2 separate regions of the Mus musculus genome follow, and region 2 is linked to region 1. The links are chromatin contacts, called in public Micro-C maps. All regions are on one chromosome and are shown on one strand. Each heading gives the region's core, a stretch centred on a gene start, on an enhancer-like site or on the middle of the called end of the contact. The rest is flanking DNA. Distances are from core to core; before and after follow the strand shown. Region 1 holds the start of Irx6 (Iroquois homeobox 6). Region 2 has its middle 48 kb from the start of Irx6.

The links. Hi-C and Micro-C count contacts between places; a contact is called where the count stands out from the background.
Region 2: a contact with region 1 is called in a Micro-C map of embryonic fibroblasts, with 4 times the contacts expected there. The contact joins the enhancer-like site here to the promoter of Irx6 in region 1. A contact is called at or near these places in 2 of 39 promoter capture datasets (the 3T3-L1 cell line and stem cell-derived epiblast-like cells), 4 of 484 Hi-C or Micro-C datasets (cortical neurons, embryonic fibroblasts, nephron progenitors and 1 more), 3 of 115 datasets of contacts at active chromatin or transcription factors (embryonic fibroblasts and embryonic stem cells) and 2 of 9 other capture datasets (adipose tissue and pancreatic islet).

The regions. Positions count from the first base shown.
Region 1 is chr8:92,671,785-92,676,348 of GRCm38.p6, reverse strand. Irx6 (Iroquois homeobox 6) reads right to left here and starts at 2,060. Exons shown (of 6, transcript NM_022428.3): 1 at 1,270-2,060; 2 at 47-295. The coding sequence starts at 1,314.
Region 2 is chr8:92,719,709-92,724,272 of GRCm38.p6, reverse strand. No RefSeq gene overlaps it. Among named protein-coding and RNA genes, the nearest start is that of Irx6, 48 kb to the right of the region's middle. Within about 2 kb of position 2,527, at least 85 of the 459 cell types and tissues checked have an H3K27ac peak or open chromatin away from gene starts, as enhancers often do. A contact at or near this core is called in embryonic fibroblasts, where this site is marked.

The sequences.
Region 1 (4,564 bases), core at 811-3,310:
GTCCCAATATTCGCCAAAGAGTCCCAGGCCCCATTCCATTACTTACCAGTGCGCCACACAGTGTGGGTGGCTCTGGGCCATAGGTCAGGTACCCAGGGTAACTCTGGGCAGCTGCATAGGGTGCTCCATAGATGCCCAAGGCAGCTCCCAGCTCTGGCCGAGCACTGCCCAGCAGCCGACTGTCATAGGGTGTACAGCAAAGAGTAGAGGCAGAGGTGGAGGCTGAGGCCACATCTGACACTGGCCGAGGGGCCGTTTCGCAGCAAGTGGCACTGGAACTTGCAGACACCAGAAACTACAAGAACAGGAAAGGAGTCAGTCATTAAAAGTTTAAAATCTAGAGGGTCCATCGACTGGCTGCAGCCAGAGGAGATTATGCAAGGAAGCTGCCTGATGCCTTTATTCCTTGTTCTACTAACCAAATACCACCAGGTGCAGAATCTCCCTGCTGAGCACTGGCATAGGGATTTCTCGATGACAATTTACCCAAATTGCTCTTATAGATGCCCCCAGGACATTGCTAGGGCTCCGCAGTCCTGGGGAACTTTGGAAATAAGACCAAATCCTTGTCTCTCCCCCTTCTGGGATTCTACAAAGGCAGAATTAAAAGTTAGCCTTCAAGACCATCACCAACATGTCATTCCTGTCCCCACTGTACTAAAAGGGAATCCACTCACGGTCAGAGTAGACCGGTCCAGGATCCCACAGCAGGTCAAAGGTCAACCTGACACTGAGTGCCAAGAGGGGTGTGTGTGTGTGTGTGTGTGTGTGTGTGTGTGTGTGTGTGTGTGTGTGACTATTTTGGAGATAATGGAGAACAGTGATGGGCATTCTCAGACTTCTCCAAGGAAAGCCTCACCACTGCACAACGCCCTGGTTTGGAAACTGGAGGGAAGCTGAAGTAGAGAGCTTAGAAAAGAGTGGGATTTGGGATCGGAGCAGAGGTCAACAAATGAGCAGTGCAGTGCCAATGCGCTGAAGTCCTTTTGTTTTCTCCTGAGAGTACCCTGGCCACCGAATCTGTCCAAGGGTAACCCTGACTACAAGTTCCCTCAGATCCCACCCACCTCGCACACAGAGTGCGTTTCAGGTGGCACTCAAAGAGTGAAAGCTCTCAGACTGGCATCAGGATGTCAGCGGGTGCTGTGGCACATTTCCCGGTCCGTGCTCTTTCTGACTTCCCTTGGGTCAAGGAGAAGAGGAAGCTCGGGGATTACTGGGCATCCCTCTAGCCTGCCTCTGCCACCCCCACCCCCTAACTCTACTCACCTGGGATGTGCTGCCATACGGGTGTCCAAAAGGTGAAAAGGCCATAGCAGGGCGTCTTCAGGGACTTGAGTCCCTCTTTCCTTTCGAGTCCCTTGCTCAGCTCTGTGATTCGATGACCCCAGCAGCGCAGCGCAGCGTCTGGTTTTCTTACAGGGCTGCAGGAGCTGGCCGCCAGTTCGTTGGCAGGAGGGGAGAGACGGGAGGCAGAATCAAAGGCAGAGGGGCTGCCGAGTTCTGCGATTGGTAAGGCACCCCTACGGCCTGTGGGTTCCAGAAGGCAGAGGGGCCCATGGATCGGCGGCAGAATTAGGAAGAAGGAGTAGGGTGCCAAAGGCGCGCAGGGGCAAGGTGAGGTACAGCGCAGCGTCGGGCTGTGAGGTTCCCGAGGTGTCCCAGTCCAAGGTGGCCAGAGGCTCAACGTGACGTCACGGTAATCCCCGGCCGCCAGAGGGGACCGCGGGCCCCGGGGCCCCGGGCCACCGAGTGTGCCAAGGGCAGCCAGCCCGTGTACATGCACGCACTCTCGGATACACTCGTTCTTGCTCTGCGAGGTTTGTGCAACGGGCGAGAAACGTCAAAGACCCTGACCCTCGACTCGCCGCTAGATCCTACCCTCTTTCGCCTGCAGCTCACGCGCGCGCGCGCACACAGACCCTCTCCAAATTCCCCGGGAGAAGTGGGAAATACGCCTCCCGGCGAGCCGTGCGGGCCCAGGGTGCAGCGTGCTCGCCTCCTCCCCTGCGGCCCCCGAGGAGGCAAGAGGCAAGCGGGGCGGCGAGGGAGGAGAGAATACAAAAGAAGAGCCCAGAGGAAACTGGGGGAGGCAGGCAAGGGGGGAGAAAAAGGAGGGAGAGGAGAGCTGAGGAGTCTGATGGCGGGGGTGGGGGGTGGGGGGAGTGGGGTGGGCGAGGGCTGGGAGGAGGCAGAGCCGGAGCAGGTGGAGGAGAGCAGGGGCTCGCAGGACCAGCCTCCAACTACAACCCATCTCCGCCTCTCCTCTGCATCAAAGTTTGTTGGCCCCTCCGTCCCGGGAGCTCTTAGGGTTGGACCAGCTCCAGCAGCTTTGATCAAGCCCCCCGGGCAGCCCATCTGTGTCCTTGGGGATGTGGCTTGGGTCTCAGTTTCCCCAAATCGTTGGCTAATCCCAGCCCTGGCCAGGTCCTTGACCTCTTGGGCGTCTCTGCAGAGGTCTGGCCCTGGGCTAGACCGACGAGCGCCCCCTCCAGATCGAGGTGCAGCCTCTGTAAGAGAGCTCCCATACACGCACCAAGTCTGATCCCTTGCATCTGTAGGCTGCCAGCCAAGAGTCTGGGCCATCTCCGCCAGAGGCCAGGCTTGGCTCCTTCCCGAGTGCCGCCAGCGGTGTCCGCCCCAAGCCCGAAAGCGGGGCGAAGGCTTCACGGCCCCAGGGCTACCTCTGCACTCCTCTTGGGGTGGCGCTGGCGAGCCGTAGAGGAGAGCTCCGGAGGGAGTAGCGCCAGGGACACTCAGCTGGGCCCAATGGTGTAATAAACTCCTTCGCTGGCTTTTCAAAAAAAAGCACCGATGCCTCTGGAAACAGGGGGTTGCTTGCAAGACTTCCGGACAGGGGTGGCCAGTTAGCAAGTGCTATAGATTTTGCACACTTACAGGCTGACACCATTCCGAAGACATGTCTAAGGATCAGGAGGGGCTTGCAGACTGGCGATGAAAGGTCTTAGGTGGCGCTGCTGCGGCACCAGGTGGGGTTTGCAATTCAGAAAGCCTTACCTTTCAGTCGCCCTGTCACAGCGCTAGTGCACTTGACAGGTCTTGGACGGTCCTAGATCTTTACTATACCTCCTCTAGGGGTTCCGGAGTTTGTTCAGGGACAATGTTTTATTTTTCTATTGAAACTCGAGACGGTGTGATCCAGGGGATACTGAGAGCTCTCAGTTCTTGCCAGGAGAAAGAGGCAAGGTTGGGGGCCCAGGCAGGAAGTCCCTCCACAAGTTTGCCTCTGGCCTCTGACTTGGCAAGCCACACCCAGTGACCTCTTTAGAATGGCACTCTAGGCTCAGCATCTGCTCACCTCTCACAGTTTATGTTTAATAGACAAGGAGCTTAAAGAGGGCACAAACCACAGATGAGTCTACAAATCCAGCTGCTGCCACAGGCCATGGTTACCTTGGTGAAACCTTGCTTTTAAACTGGGAGCGTCCTTGTAAGAAAAAGAATTATAGTCGTTGCCAGATTGACGTAGTGGTAAAAAGTCACGGTAATAAATAGATCCCTTGATTTCTCAAAACCCACTTTGGAGCAATCACCCCCTTATAGCTTGGATGTTGCTAAGCTCTCTCCCTCTTTTTTAAAGTGGGAATTGGAAAGGATTCATTAAGTTAGTCCCTTGGGAAAGATTACTACTAATTAATTAATTGCAAACATTTCCAGAGGGAAGGTATGTCAATTGTAAAGTAATAAAATTAGATAGTTGAAATACTTACTCAGCAAATTTGATTGCTTATTCCTCCCTAAGCAGAGGAAAATTTTTTTGACAGACAAATGGGGATGGTGGTGTAAAAAAAAAAAAAAGCATTAGCCCTGTCCCTTGGTGATATTGCAAAGTAGAAACTACCTTATAGGATTTATTGATTTTCCCAGTGATTTATAAGACCTCCGGGGTGTCAATGCTATGTGCAGGGGCTCTGGGCCTACCTCTTGTCTTTGCTCTATGATGTGAGAGAGCCAACAGAATTTGGAAAAGGAAACTCAAAAATTAGTGGGAAAACAAATCGGGAAGAAGAGCTGAGCCCATCACATCATTTTCCTTCTCCTGTACAAGTTGGCAACACACATGCGGAGCATGCTTTCTGTTGAGGCTCTGTTGTCTTCAGAGTTGCCCTACAGCGTGGTGTGGTGGCTTTTAGCTGGATGAATCCTGGGGGGAAAGATTAGCTCTGTCCCTTTTGTATTCACAACTGTGAGAGACCCTGGCTGAATGTATCCTTCCCAGGGGCAGGATGTAAGCCCAGCAACCCACCCCAGCCCCGGCGCTTGGTTGTTAGAATCCATCTTGAAGTATTTTGTGGGATTCCCTGACAATGATTATTATGTGCCTCATGAGAAAACAAAAGCATCAATTTAAGCCAATCTATCTGCCTCTGGCAGAGCCCTCTGGGGCAGGGAAGTCTCTTGGAATGTCTGATTCAGGAATTCTATAGAGTTTGCTTTCGGCTTCCTCTCTCTTTCCGGATTTTCACACCTATAGCCTGGTGCTCTGGGCTCCTCTATCATGTTAGCTTTTCATTGCTTTGCTCAATGATGATTAATTTATTTT
Region 2 (4,564 bases), core at 1,278-3,777, 47 kb before region 1:
GAAGAGGAAGCCGTGAGCTGGAGTCTGGACACGAAATCCCTCCCATGAGCCTCCCTTGCTGTGGCCTGCTTCCTGTGTTCTCCAGCCAGCTGCACCCTTTCCCAGAATGACCTCATTGGTGTGGGGACTCAGTTGCAGCCACTATCTTTGTCCAGGCTTTCCTCCACAACGCTGCTGCTCACCGTCCCTGCCTTCCTTTCCCTTTGTCCCTTCTCAGCTGCCCTATTTCTGGTGCTTAATTACAGTCCCGCTCTGCAGACAATGACGATGCCATCCTTCTCAAAAGATGATTGTGTCTGCTTGCTCTTTTGTCCAGAGCAGAAAGACAGCAAGCCCATCTGATCATCAAAAGGAGTGCTGTTAGTTGGGAACCATTTCAGGAGGTGCTGAGTGATGCCGGCTGTCACCATGCTTACGGGTTCACCCAAGTACCCGGTTCAGCTTCCGACCGGCCTGCTCCCCAAAGGGTATCCTATTAAATTTATTACACTTTTTAGACCTGAGTGCTTTACTTAAAACAAAGCAAAACTTTTTTTCAGCATGTACTTGAGTATTTCTTGAGTAGTTCATGTGTGTGTGCGCACACACACACACACACACACACACACACACACGCACACATGTACACATGTGTGTATTAATGACAGGGAAGGAGAGATTTGCCCAGCAGGAACAAATTTAGGCCCTCAACAATGGTGCTAGGAACTATTCTCCTGTGTTCAGCCCGAGGTGCAGCTCAGCAAACCGACTTGCCCGTCTCCATTGGCAACACAAACCAAAGCCGCTGAAACTTTTCAAGGCCCTTCAAATTCCACAAGACCTGGGGTGCCAAGTCAGGGCAGGAAGCCATCAGCCCCAAAGGAGGGAAAGAACAGCAACAACTGAAAATAAATAATAATGTTACATACAAAACTAGAGATATTGTGTTTTTAACAGCCCAAAAAATTATAGGTAGTGTGAAACCCGAGTATATTTTGATATACATGATACCGCCCAGGGGCATTCAAGAGGAGGCATGGCAGTGGGGGAAGGGGCTTTGAAGGGCCTGTTGGCCACGTTTGTCTTTCTTCTTTCTCTATCTTTTGGCCTCCTAGAAGCGGTCTGGAATGACCCAAAGAGAAGCCTTTTGTGTGGTTCAGGAGAGCTTTTATTTCCCCCGTCATAAATCAGAGAATTGGAACTTCAGTGCCAAGAGGAAGGTTTAAGAATTAAAATGATGAAAACTTACAAGATCTTCCCAACAGGATGGTAATTGCACTCCCTTTTGTTGCAGAGGCTTCTGTATTTGGGTGACCTTGGCTTCCATTATGCACTGCTACCTTTGGCTCGGAATCTATAACTCAGGGGACTATTAATTATCTCCCTGTAAGTGCCGGCAAGAGTGAGGGGCTTTCTGAGAGACTGAGTGCCATATCGATACGATACGGAGTGGAGTGGCTCGGCCACTAGACAGCTGTTATCAGCGATTAGGGTTCAACAGCCCATACTCAAAGCTGGGAGATTAATCCTGCCTGCGCTCCCGCACCAACTCAAACTTTTCTGACCACCACAACCTGTCTGTGATTTGCTCCAGCTCATAAAACAAAATAGTTTATATATACAACTTAAACACTCCGTTGTTTTTTTTTTTTAAATCACTCAAATCCCTGGGGCTGTAATTTTCAGTTAAGAGTTGGATAAAGATAAAACACTGTGTTTTTAAATATTGTTTTTTGGATGTTTTTTTTTTCCCAGTGTATAGTTTAAGATCACAGGATCATATATTTTCATTTTTATTTTTTACAAGAGCATCAGAACTGGAGGCATAGACAACCCTAGTTCAATAAAATGTTCAGTATGTTGGGGGTTACACGGAAGATTTTTGCTTTTATTTTTGGTGTGTGTGTGTGTGTGTGTGTGTGTGTGTGCGTGTGTGTGTTAGAGATCACGGAAAAGGAGTGCATCTCATTTGCCATCTTTGTCTTTAAAGGTCTCACTCAAATCTGTGTTCTGGCTACTCAACAGCGTCCCTTGGAGACGTCTACCCTTCGATTTTAATCTTTAGTTACAGCCTAAGAACGATTCCAATTCCAAGAAGTTCTCAGCAGTCATGCCTAACCCCAAAGCCAAATTTCCATTTTCCCTCCTAATGCCCTAATTGAATTTAGGCCCGGGCGGTTGTGCTTTGCATAGGCACCCACCCCACATCAATGGCATGCGTTCAAAAGGAGACTTATGGAGTGGATCAGATAAATAAGGGCTGCAAATGTGCTGATTTACCCCAGCTTGTAAAACAAAACAATTTACGTACACAATTGAGACATTCTTTCTAGTTTTTTCATAAACCACATCCCTTGGGTGTATAATTGAGATTTCCTTGCCACCCAGAGAGGGTGAGATAGTCCTCCAGGCTTTGTTCCTCTTATGCCCGACTGGAGCTAGAGCTGGGAGCTGCTTCCTGCTTCCCAGAATGAGCTGCAACAGCCTGGGTTGGTCAGTTGTTGCTGAGGCTGCAGCTGCTGTCAAGTGCTAGACCCAGTCCACGACGCTAGGGAGCAGGCTGACATCAGGATTATGGAAGGCACGATGCCTGGGAACAGCAGAAGCCCCAGCCAAAGGAAGCTCATCTGTTTCTGTAGGCTTCGAGAGGGAAAAAAAAGAGAGCCCAAAGAGTCTAGGAATCATGCTCTAAAAGCTCTTGCCAGCTTGAGATGCGAACACAGAGGGGAACTTTACTTCTGTGGCTGAGCCCTGTGAGCCGAGATGGGGACCTTTCCAAAGGGGAAGCTGTGGCACGGGCTACTTCAGAGACCTGGGTACTTTTTCTCAATTGATTCCAGAATAGTTACAGTGGTATGACTCATTCTACGAGAGGAGGAGACAGAAAAGGGAAGAAAGTGACCAGGTCCTATAGTGGACTATCAAAACACAGTTGGAACGAATAAATTAGAGTGTCAAATAGAAACAGCAAATTGGAGAATTATTGAAGCACGCGTGGGTGTTAAGCATTGGATGTGGGCAGGCTCTCCAAGAAAGCCTAGAGTCAGAAGCTAGAAGGCAGCCGAGGCAGTAGGGAAGGAAGAGAAGGATGTGAACAAGAGATGTGAAGTTTAGGTACACTGTTTTATTTATTTATTTGTTTATTTATTTGTTTATTTATTTATTTATTTATTTATTTACCAAAATAAGCCAAGACAAATATGACTAGGGAACTCTTTATATTTAAAGCAATATGTTTTCTAAGAAAAATAATAGAATGTACATATGGGCCACTTTGAATACAGCTCAAACCTTAGGTCTAAAACTCAAGCCAGAACGCAGCTCAAAAGTTACAAAAGTCATTCACCTTTATAATTTCAAATGGCACCATTTGGGTGTAATTGAGTCTCTTTTCTCCTCCGCCCCTCTCCTTTTAGTCAAATTAAACTTATTGATTAGAGCCCATTAGTATGTAATGGATTGTTAATTTGACTCTTTTTACAAATCATATTTATCTGCACCAATAAAATATTTGGATTTAACATTCATATATCACATTTATGGTGACACTGATTGAAGGCCAAGCAATTGGAAGGGAAGGCAGACACCTTGTCCTTTGTGCACGCCAGGGAAATGTAAGTTGGTGCCATGAACTCTTGCACAGGTGGACACTTAGGAATGAGGTGAATTACAGAAAAGGAAGGACGTGTACCCCTCCTTTTTTTCAAGCTTGAAAACCCATTATAGTGTTTGCATATTCTTCAGCTGAAATGGGGCGCTCCAGGGCGTTGTTACTGAAGATTTTAAACTGTTGCTATAAAAATACCTGTTAAGAACAATAACAAAAAAAAAATCAGATTTTTGCTGAACATCTACTGAGACGGAGTAACTCATACTCATCTCTCCTACAGAGAGAAGGGATCTGAAGAAACAGCACGACCCACCTTCCCCTATCCCGTTGGACAGAGAGCACTTAGCAGGCAGCACTTAGCAGGGAAAATAAACATGGCTTTTGTGTATTTTAAATAGAAATCAACGGAGTCCTGTAGATGTCGCAAGGCTTTTTCGAGTACAGGGTGCAATACTACAAACCACTGCCCATTATAGTGTGTCTAGTCTTTGCATAAACCTGGAGTGATGCTAAAAAAAAAAAATCCTTAATGAATCCAACAGCAGGCACATCAGGCACATCAACCAGTGGAAGTGGCTGCCATCCGAAAGCCCGACACTGGTAAGCTTTCTGGCATTGCCAACCAGCATCGCCTGCTCTGAGTCTTTCTAGAACAGAAAATTTGACATCCGAATCCATGTAATGCTCATTGATAGGAGCTCTGGTTTCCCTAAGGGAATAATATTCCTCCCCCTCTCTTCTTCCTTCCCTCAGTTCTCCCCCTCCTTCTTTTCCATTTTTTTTTTAAATTTTTCTATCTGTAGCAGTCTTAACGCATACGGGTTTTTGTTTGTTTGCTTGCTTGCTTGTTTTCCTTTTGCAAGCCACCTCAAACCTATTGAAAGGAGAGCAGCTGTACGTTTTAAGTGAATAAAAAATAAATACATGCTCTTCCTGATCGTGGCCATATCCCATTATAAAAAGAGAAGGCAGGTA